Linked DNA regions of Mus musculus: all the other regions are linked to region 2. The links are chromatin contacts, called in public HiChIP or PLAC-seq maps. All regions are on one chromosome and are shown on one strand. The core of a region is the stretch at or near the end of the contact, and the rest is flanking DNA. Distances in the headings are between cores, read along the strand shown.

What was found. HiChIP or PLAC-seq counts read pairs in DNA pulled down with a chosen protein or histone mark.
Region 1: a contact with region 2 is called in a RAD21 HiChIP or PLAC-seq map of pro-B cells, with 4 times the contacts expected there. The contact joins two enhancer-like sites. A contact is called at or near these places in 1 of 15 datasets of contacts at CTCF or cohesin (pro-B cells) and 1 of 484 Hi-C or Micro-C datasets (myocytes).
Region 3: an H3K4me3 HiChIP or PLAC-seq map of the 230-238 cell line shows a contact between it and region 2, with 19 read pairs. The contact joins two enhancer-like sites. A contact is called at or near these places in 3 of 484 Hi-C or Micro-C datasets (macrophages, pre-B cells and pro-B cells) and 3 of 115 datasets of contacts at active chromatin or transcription factors (the 230-238 cell line and large pre-B cells).

Annotation. Positions count from the first base shown.
Region 1 is chr13:83,457,370-83,460,463 of GRCm38.p6, reverse strand. No RefSeq gene overlaps it. Among named protein-coding and RNA genes, the nearest start is that of Gm33274, 13 kb to the right of the region's middle. Within about 2 kb of position 1,548, at least 17 of the 459 cell types and tissues checked have an H3K27ac peak or open chromatin away from gene starts, as enhancers often do. A contact at or near this core is called in pro-B cells, where this site is marked.
Region 2 is chr13:83,111,128-83,114,181 of GRCm38.p6, reverse strand. The region is part of intron 1 of Gm33073 (a long non-coding RNA gene); the gene reads left to right. Among named protein-coding and RNA genes, the nearest start is that of Gm33073, 7.9 kb to the left of the region's middle. Within about 2 kb of position 1,266, at least 66 of the 459 cell types and tissues checked have an H3K27ac peak or open chromatin away from gene starts, as enhancers often do. A contact at or near this core is called in the 230-238 cell line, pre-B cells and pro-B cells, where this site is marked.
Region 3 is chr13:83,607,703-83,610,825 of GRCm38.p6, reverse strand. All of the region lies in intron 3 of Mef2c (myocyte enhancer factor 2C), which reads right to left. Gm52043 (a long non-coding RNA gene) reads left to right here. Exons shown (of 3, transcript XR_003950628.1): 1 at 1-3,123. Among named protein-coding and RNA genes, the nearest start is that of Gm52043, 16 kb to the left of the region's middle. Within about 2 kb of position 1,500, at least 111 of the 459 cell types and tissues checked have an H3K27ac peak or open chromatin away from gene starts, as enhancers often do. A contact at or near this core is called in the 230-238 cell line, pre-B cells and pro-B cells, where this site is marked.

The DNA of each region.
Region 1 (3,094 bases), core at 299-2,798, 350 kb before region 2:
GGGGCATAAAAAATGATGGATCGACATTGACAGAATGAGCCAGAGAGAGGATAAGGCCAGCTTGTATGAGAACAGTATTTGAAAGAGAGGCTACTTAAGAAGGCAGAGGAGAGAGAAAGAGAGAGAGAGAGAGACAGACAGACAGACAGACAGACAGACACAGACAGACACAGACAGACACAGACAGACACACAGAGAGAGACAGAGAGAGAGAGACAGAGAGAGAGCCAGTTTTTACTTGGATGTTTTTTACAGAGACAGAATGCAGGCACAGGTGAAGATGGAATGAACCAGAGAAAGAGAAGGGGAGCCAGAAGATAAGAACAGATTGCAAGAGTTAATTTGAGGCCAAATAGCAGTTCAGTGAGAAGCTGAGAGAAGCCAGTTTGAATCAGCCAGCTTAGAGAGAAGTTTTGGCTAGAACAGCTAAGTTGCTACAGCCAGAAAGAGTTAGGAAAGAGAAATGGTGAGCTTAATCATCAGTAAGCATCTAAAATGACAATTACACCTGGGTAAAAATAGTTATTTTTACACTCTCCTCAGTCAAGGGCTGGTAAAATTGTCATTAGTTCATAAAATGGTAGCGTGCTGGGAAAGAAGAGATTGTAGATGCTGGCAACTGTTTGGACAGGATTCAAGATGATGCATGAACAGCGAGACAGCAGAGAAACATCTGAGGATGCTGAAACCACAGCTATGTGAGCACAGGACCCAGAGAATCTCCCTTAACCACATGCGCACATGGAGATGAACACAAAATGGGTCAGAATGCTGGTAGGATGTTGATGATAAGTCAAGATTCCTCCCCTCCCCTCCCCTCCCCTCCCCTCCCCTCCCCTCCCCTCCCCTCCCCTCCCCTCCCCTCCCCTCCCCTCCCCTCCTCTCCCCTCCCCTCCCCTCCCCTCCTCTCCTCTCCTTTCCTCTTCTCTCCTCTTTACCTCCTCTCTTCTTTTTCCAGTCCCTGTTATGATAGGCAACTAATTGGAAAGTAGACTAAAAGTAGGCCTTATTTCTGCCATGATGTGAATGGGGATTCCAAATAAACATAAATGTACTGTTACTGGAGAAAAAAAAAGTAAAATTATCTGTATTTTGGACATCTGTGTCTGATGGCATTAGCTTTTAGTACAGAAAGACAGAATCATTCTTTCCTCTTCAGGTTCCAGTGTCATAGATATGGCACATAGTAGGTATGCAACAAACAGTTGTTCATAGGTATGCAACAAACAGTTGTTCACAGAATGAATCAATATTGTAGAATAATGTTTCATGCTGACTGCTACAGATCTTTGATCTGTTGGGTCACATTAAAAATGTCCTGCCTTACTGTTGCCTACTGCATGCCAGATTGGCCTGTTTACTCTGTGGTTTCCCACATTCCAAACAGTGCAGTTTGCTTGAAATTATACTTCAGCATTTTCTGGAGTGTTTCTTCTGCCCACCCTTCTTGCAGCAACTCTACTTTAGTTCCTTGTGTGCCAGCTGCTGCAATAGCTTGCTGTCACTAAGCCTAGACATGTATCCACCCCAGAGGGGTTAAGGGAGACCACATCAATGCTGGAGACCTGGCTGTCTTCCAGCACTGCACTGTGGGTCATTCTAGTTTGTGCTTTGGTGAGGTCTATTTTCCCCAATGCCTTTCAGTTGTGAAGGGAGAGGGGGGCTAAGATGGAGTACTACAAAACAGAAACAGAAAGCTCAATGTGTGGGTAGAGAATCCCCCCTTTCCTCTTGAGCAGAGGAGACCCATTCAGAGGATGTTCAACTTATATTTTCCCTTCTGCATTAACTTCTTCCCCAAGTTTTCTGGGGCTGACACCTGTAAACCAGATGGGCTATCCACTGACATACTGAACTATATAAAACCTGAAAAGGCATGATTGTGTTTCCTTCTTGTAAAGACATCTGCTGTTGCGGACGGCTGAGATCTCAGAAACTATTCTGTGAAGGTAATATTTGGTATTTCTGAGATCTAAAAGGCCTCACATACTTTAACATTAAACAATTTAAACACCAACAGTATTTAAATGGCTTTGTACATAAGATTGGAATACATAAAGAAGTATAAATTGCCCTTCTTATTTTTGTGTTCTCCCATATGTATGTTCATATATTTTGGTTGCAAGTAACAGGAAATATAATTCAAACTGATTTAGCAAGCTGAAAATGCCCTGAAAACGACACACGGTACAGTGGACAGGGAGCAGTGATGGGAGAGAGTGACAGGCAGTGCAGTGGACAGGGAGCAGTGTGATGGGAGAGAGTGTTAGGCAGTACAGTCGACAGGGAGCACTGTGATGGGAAAAAGTGACAGGTGATGCAGTGGAAAGGGAACACTATGATGGGAGAGAGTGATAGGTGGTACAGTGGACAGGGAGCAGTGTGATGGGAAAGAATGACAGGTGATGCAGTGGACAGGGAGCACTATGATGGGAGAGAATGACTGGCAGTACAGTGGACAGGGAGCAGTATGATGGGGCAGTGCAAACTCTTGCCTTTTTCTCTCCTCTCTGCCTCCTAGAGCTTCCACCAAAACACCAAAAATGATGGCAAGCAGCTTTTTCCAGTTTCCTAAATAAATTAGGAAATTATTTATTGTTATTTTTTAAACTACTTTTTAGTTGACATTGAATAACATCATTTTTCTTCTTTTTACCCAGTCCTTCCCACATTCAATTCAATATCCTCTTTTACTTTGATTATTATTGTGACACACACACACACACACACACACGCACACACACACAGAGGACTTACTAAAGTCTGCTTAGTCTGTGTTTTGTCTTTTTTGTTTATATGGATTCAAGTCTAAACATTTTCAATGGACAATCAATAAGGGAACTCACCATTGAGAGAAACTAACTCTCCTTCTACCAGAACTCATCAGTTGCTTCATAGTTCTCTGTCTAGTGTTGAAACTCCACAAAAATATCCCCCCACCTATTAGCATATCCATTGTATTGCTATCGTTCCAGTCTGGAGAGAAAACTTTTTTTCTGCCTGATTTCAGAAAAGCAAAAGAAGAATTATTAATATAAGGTCAATGGCACTGGAGAGAAACATGTGGATGTAAGGGTGCCTCCTTTCACAGAAT
Region 2 (3,054 bases), core at 17-2,516:
TCTTTTAAATTAAATTTCTTTTAATTTTGATTTTATAGAAAATTAGGGTAAAAAGAATGCCACCAGTCCTCAAAAGGAGTGTGAACTTTATGCTTTTAAACAATGTTGAGACTGTGCTAAACTATGGGGATATTCTAAGTTGAACTGAATACATATTTGCATTATGATATGGCTATAAGCCTATGGAGGCCAGGGAGTGGAATGTGGAGGTTTAAATAAGAATGACCTCAAATATATAAGCTTATATATTTAACTGTTTGTTAGCCAAGGAGTGGCACTTGTAGCCTTGTTGAAGAAAGTGTGTCACTGTGGGTTAGGTATGAGGTTTCAAATATTCAAGCCTGCTCCAGTGATTGTCTCTTTCTGCAGCCTGCTGATCCTGACGAAGCATCTGCCTGCATGTCAACATGCTTCTACATGACAAGTGACTAAACCTCTGAAAGTACAAGGTGGCTCCAACTTAATGTGTTCCTTTATAAGAATTGCCATGCTCATAGTGCGTCTTCACGGCAACAGAATACAGACTAAGACACAAAGTGTGCATTGATTGCTTAAACACACACACACACACACACACACACACACACACACACACACACACACACACGAGACAGAGACACTTGAAAAAGCACTTCTATTTGTTGAAGATGTGGCAGACCGCTTGCAATGTTTTGCTTCAGGCCTAGTGTTTTCTGGGATTTCATCTCCAGGTTCTACATTTATGGCTTTGCCCTCTCACAGATGACAGGTTTGCTCAAGTGAGAGGAAAATAACTTAGGTGAATCCATATATTAATGAAGGGTAAAGGGATAAAGCTAGTAGTCTATGTTCAAAGTACTATGGTTTTAATTTTAAGTGTCTTTGCTCTCAGACACAGGCATAATTAATCCAAAAATTGATGCCCCTGAACTCCTTTGGAAAGTTTTCTCTGTATCTAGGCATTTTTTCAGTCAGCAAATTTCTGGAAGTTTGACATCAGTGAGTTCTCACAGGCCTTCCATACTTTGTTGTTGTTTATTCCACTTGACGAATTTATAACATGAGGTCACACTCTATCCATGAAGCTTTGCTTTCCATCTGTTCTCCATCTTTACTCTATTATTAGTCCAGGCTTCTGGGATTTTGATCCTGCTTCATTTCCAGGACCCTTGTTGACGTCAGTGAGCACCCTAGGCAGAGGACTGCATGGTAATCAGCATGGCTCCACAGACTGTCTACAGAAGAACGCTTGGTCTCTGTGATACTGTGCGTTCGTTGGATGAACTCCTGCTTACTTCCTATGAGCAGTGGAGCTCACACCGAATGTTTAATGCAACCTCCAGTACAGGATGATATACTTGCTTCACCACCTATGTGTATTGACTTTCTGCTAAAAGGCTTTTATCATAAATTTAAAGAATTACCCAAATACATCTCAGGCTGTTGCTGAGAATGCAAGGTTTTTAACTATGTTTCTCCTACATTGATTTCAGTTAATATATTTTAACCACCCCCTTATTTTACTATGCCTTTTAATTTGTTATTCATTTGTTTCAAACCAGAACTTTACAGAAGCACTCTAGACCCACAGGAACTGAAATAGTTTGCTTTCATTATCTGGTAGACCTTCTCGAGTCAGTAGCCCTGGCAGAAACCACAAAACTGTACAAACTGGCAACTGTGGGTTTGTCTGTTCTCTATTGATTCTATTTCTAGAAACACACACACACACACACACACACATCAATGAATAAGCTATGTGATGGTACTCTTTAAGCTACCATCAGAAGGGGAATAGGGACATTTTGCAAGCAGGTCAGGATGGGACCTAAGGTTTTTAATTTGCATTTATGCATGGATTTTGATAGCAGTTCTACAACCTGATTTGCCGAAGTCTATTATTTCTAAATATGCTATTAAAATTGTGGAGCACCATGAATCAAATTGTTTAAAATCTAATAAGCTTCATAATAAAATGCTCATATTGACTAGTTTGAATACTTACTTTTTTTTTTCTTCTGAGAACTGCAAAGCAACTCCACCATAATTTTTTAAGGGAAAAATGCACTTATATATTTTTAAAGACTGAGAAGCTGTGACCCTTGAATTGTTCTCCTCTGTGATCTATCACTATGTAGAGTGTTATTTACTTAATAATTTTATTAATTAATTTTGTTATATTGCATGCCCTAGTGAAAAAATTCTGAGTTTGGCTTTAATAGCTGTGTGCCCTTGGACCTTTCTTTTCTCATCCATTAAATACTAAATGATCAAAAAACCTCTAGTGACTGTCCTAATATGCAAATTCAAAACCAGTCTTTGACAGCACAGGAGAAATATCTATAGTGGAAAAGATCATAGGTAGTGGAGAACAGAATACTGTGAAGTACACACATGCCTTCATACACATATACACGTTCAACAGAAAAACCAAAATAGCTCCTCTCTCCTCCTCCCCCAACAATGACAATGCAGCCATCTGTTGGATGTTCCACTTCACTTAGCAGCTGCTCTCAGATACAGAAATCTGCATTCCTGCAGCTTGTGTGGTATGCGGGCAGCATGTGTGGGTACTAGAATTTGACACTCCCACCCAAAGGAATGGCTTTCATTGAATAAAAATGATCACAGGGGCTTCTTATTCTCCCACCTCACAAATGCCTGTTTCCTGACCATTGGTATTTGGGCTATCTCTACTCTTTTGTCTATTAAAATGACTGTCTTAGACATTTCACATCAAGCAAGGATCTAAAATTGAAGAGGGCACTAGGGAAGGGGTTTAGTAAAACTCGTGGCCTGCCAGAAACTCACTCATGAAGAAGAGGGAGCACAGCAGCTGGAACATAAACTTCCATATGACTTTTATTTTGCCCATACCCCCAGCAATGTACTTAAGTACTGAAGAATAACCATTGTTGAAGTGGAATGTAGGAGGCTTGAAAAGCAGCATTAATCTTAACATCAAACTTGGAGAAAATATACACAATGAACCTAAAATAAAGCATAAAATGAACTTTTCTGAATAGTCCCCTCCACAGACCATCTTTCCCATGCTGACATTTGTCTTATGCATAT
Region 3 (3,123 bases), core at 251-2,750, 500 kb before region 2:
AAAAAATCCCAAGATAGTTACTATAGAAGCAAGCTTATGTACTGTGTGTGAACTACACTGCTTACTTCCAAGGATTTAGTAAGGTATTTGTCTTAGAACTGTGCTGCTGCCAGATTGTCTCTTAATAAAGATTTCCTAGGGACAGGGAACACAGCTCATAGGTAGAGTGTATCCCTAGTATATGCAAGAACCTACCTGGGTTGAGTCTTTCAACAAGCACACAAAAACATGAAAATCATATCTATGTAACTTTTGACCAGTTTGCCTGATAATTTTTTTCCACCAAGGGCAATATCTATAATAAAATGTATGTTCTAACATGTAATCTTATCTATACTATTTCCTCATTGATACTCCAGTGACCACTGGATAGAGAGGACAGCCCCTTCTCTGGCAGCTAGGTAGTATCTCTCTGGCTGAAAGGAAGGGACAGAAAGATCGTATTTCTTTTAGCTCCTGAGGCTGAGAGGGAGTGTGGTCTAAGACACGTAGGCTGACTTGGGGGCATCCACGTGCAGAGCTATTGCGATTAGTAAGATGCTCCTCGTAAGAATCCCAATTCTCAGTTACTGAGAAAAACACGTTTTAATTATTTATTTTGTGAGAATCTACACTTTTGAGATTAAGCCAACTGCTCAGTTCTTTGTTTCTGATCGCCTGGACAGGTGAGGGGTGGGAAGACGTGGGTGTGGAAGAGAAAGTATATACTTTTTTTTTTTGAAAGTATATACTTTTATGAACAAACGAATAATGGACTCTGCACAGTGCTGTGGGTCTTGCGGAAAACTTGCATGCATCTTAAGGATTCCTTTCCTATCCACAGCTACGTGAGCTGCTTCTTTCCCCCATTTTAACACAGACACAAGGAATGCTGTTTTAATTTATAGGCCGGGTGATAGGAAATGTAAAGGAATCCAGTGTAAGACTTCTCAATTTTCTTTAACAGCTATGAGGAAGACAGGGGGAAAAAATAAAATCTTAAGTGAAAATTTCCCAAAGTTGCAAGGAAAAGGGGACTATTTCAGAAGAGCTTCAAGAACCACAGACTTGGGCTTTCACATCTTGTCAGAAAATCTGCACTGTTGGTAAAACCTGGGGACCTGACTCAGCAGAGAAATGCCACCCACAGTCTCCGACTGTCTCTGCAGTTGTGAACTCTCTGTTTTCTCTGGAGGCTTACCACAGCACACTCAATACCCATGTCTCTCAGATGGAAAACTGGATGTTGTGGAAACGGAAATAAAATCATGTTGTATAATATTTAAAGGCATTTCTCGTAGCCATGCTTGGAGTTCTGCATGGACTTTAACATCAGTTCTCTGTTGGACAAATAACACTAACTAACCACTTAACAGTTTCACAATGCTCAAACTTGCCGTCACCATGGCTTTGAATAACATCTCGCTTCTTTTTAAAGATCACAGTTGAAAGATGAGAGGAAACAGCACCATTAAAAGAGGAAGTAAAATTGCAGTTCAAAGCCTGTTTCCATGAGGTAATGTGCATTATTGACCAATCATCAAAGAGGCCCCATCTATACTGAAATGAAGCATGAGGTGACAGCAGGTGGCAGGGGGCAGTCAGAAACCTCTTACCAGCCCTTGTGCATTAGTTATTGCTGAGGCCAAAGGGTTAGAGAAAGATCAATGAAGGTTTGTTGATCTGACACAGGAACCTGTGCTTAGGGAAATGGAAGCTGTGCATCTGAGTTCATCTGCTGGGACTGCAGGTTTCATCCCTTTATGAAAGCCACAGCAGCGGATAGTGGCAGCAGCAAGCCACCCCTTTCCCCTCACCTCCCTCTCCCCCCTCTCTCCTTAGATCTCTGTCTCTTGTGCATGTGTGGATCTCTAGCAGGAAGTTAAAACTTTTGAAATAATTTTCTGAATTATTTCTGTGTAGATGTATTTCCACACAGCTATTATTGCCTTTTTTTCCCCTCTAAAAGGAAACACTTCAATTTAGAAATTAGAACCCCAGGAAAGTCAGGTTTTCTTTCCCCCACATTAGTTTGCTTGCAAACTGAATGGTGGATTCTAATGACACACAGATTTCGCCCTCTAATCAGAACCTACCAATTTATTATCATACAATTTATTACTATTTTCTCTAATATAAGTAGAATTTCTCCTATTCACAGAAACTCGCTTATGGAAGGTGTTGAACTGTTTTTCTGGATTTTGATGACTTGTTTTCTGGTTGCTAACAACTAGTGCCTTGGTCTGGGAGCCAGTGGTCAAATGTAGACTTCAGAACGACTTGTTTGCTGCACCTCCAATCAGAGAAAGTTTCCTTCCCCATCACGGTTCATCCACACTGTCCTTACAGAGCAAACTAGGTGTGGCTCAGAGTAAACATCAGTGGTTTAGAAATGCTATTTCCCCCAGTGGCAATATACATTGTGGGTGTGTGACTGGAATATTTAAAACACCTGCTGTCCTGGAACTGAGCCAAATGTATAATACATTAGCAAATGCTTGGCTCCCTTCCAGCAGCATGGATCATACTGCCATCAAAATACTGAGGGAGTTGGCACAGAGACACTTAAAAGTTTCACTAGAAGCAATTTAGGACACGCATGTGTTTTTATCGTTAACAGGATCACCACACTAAACACCTCTGACTGGTTAGTATTATAATGAAATTAATTATTTTGAGTCAGAAAGGAAGCAGCAGCAGAGGAGAAGAACTCTTTGTTAGATTTCTGATTACCTTCTCAGGCTTTTAAAGTTCAGTGTCTTCACACTCCACCCCTCTCACACACAAGGCTTTTTCTCAGAGGCACACAGTTAAGAAGGCAAACTACACATTGAATTATAACCCTAACAAAGTTTGCTAATAGAAACTGGGATAGGTACCCTGTTAGATGGAGTCCTTATTTCTTTTCAACATTATTTTTGATGTTTCTTAATAGGATTAGTTTTCCATTTGTGCATATTTTCTCAGTATAAAAAAATCAGTAGACTGTCAGAAGAACTTCATTAAATACCATTTATCCCTCTATCATGTAAAGTACTTCACAAAATGACTTCACTCCTTATGCTGAGTACTCATTTCTCTCAGGTCCTTAAACACAGTAGGGCAGGCACACTCTGACCCTTAGCTTATAAAACGATTTTTAAG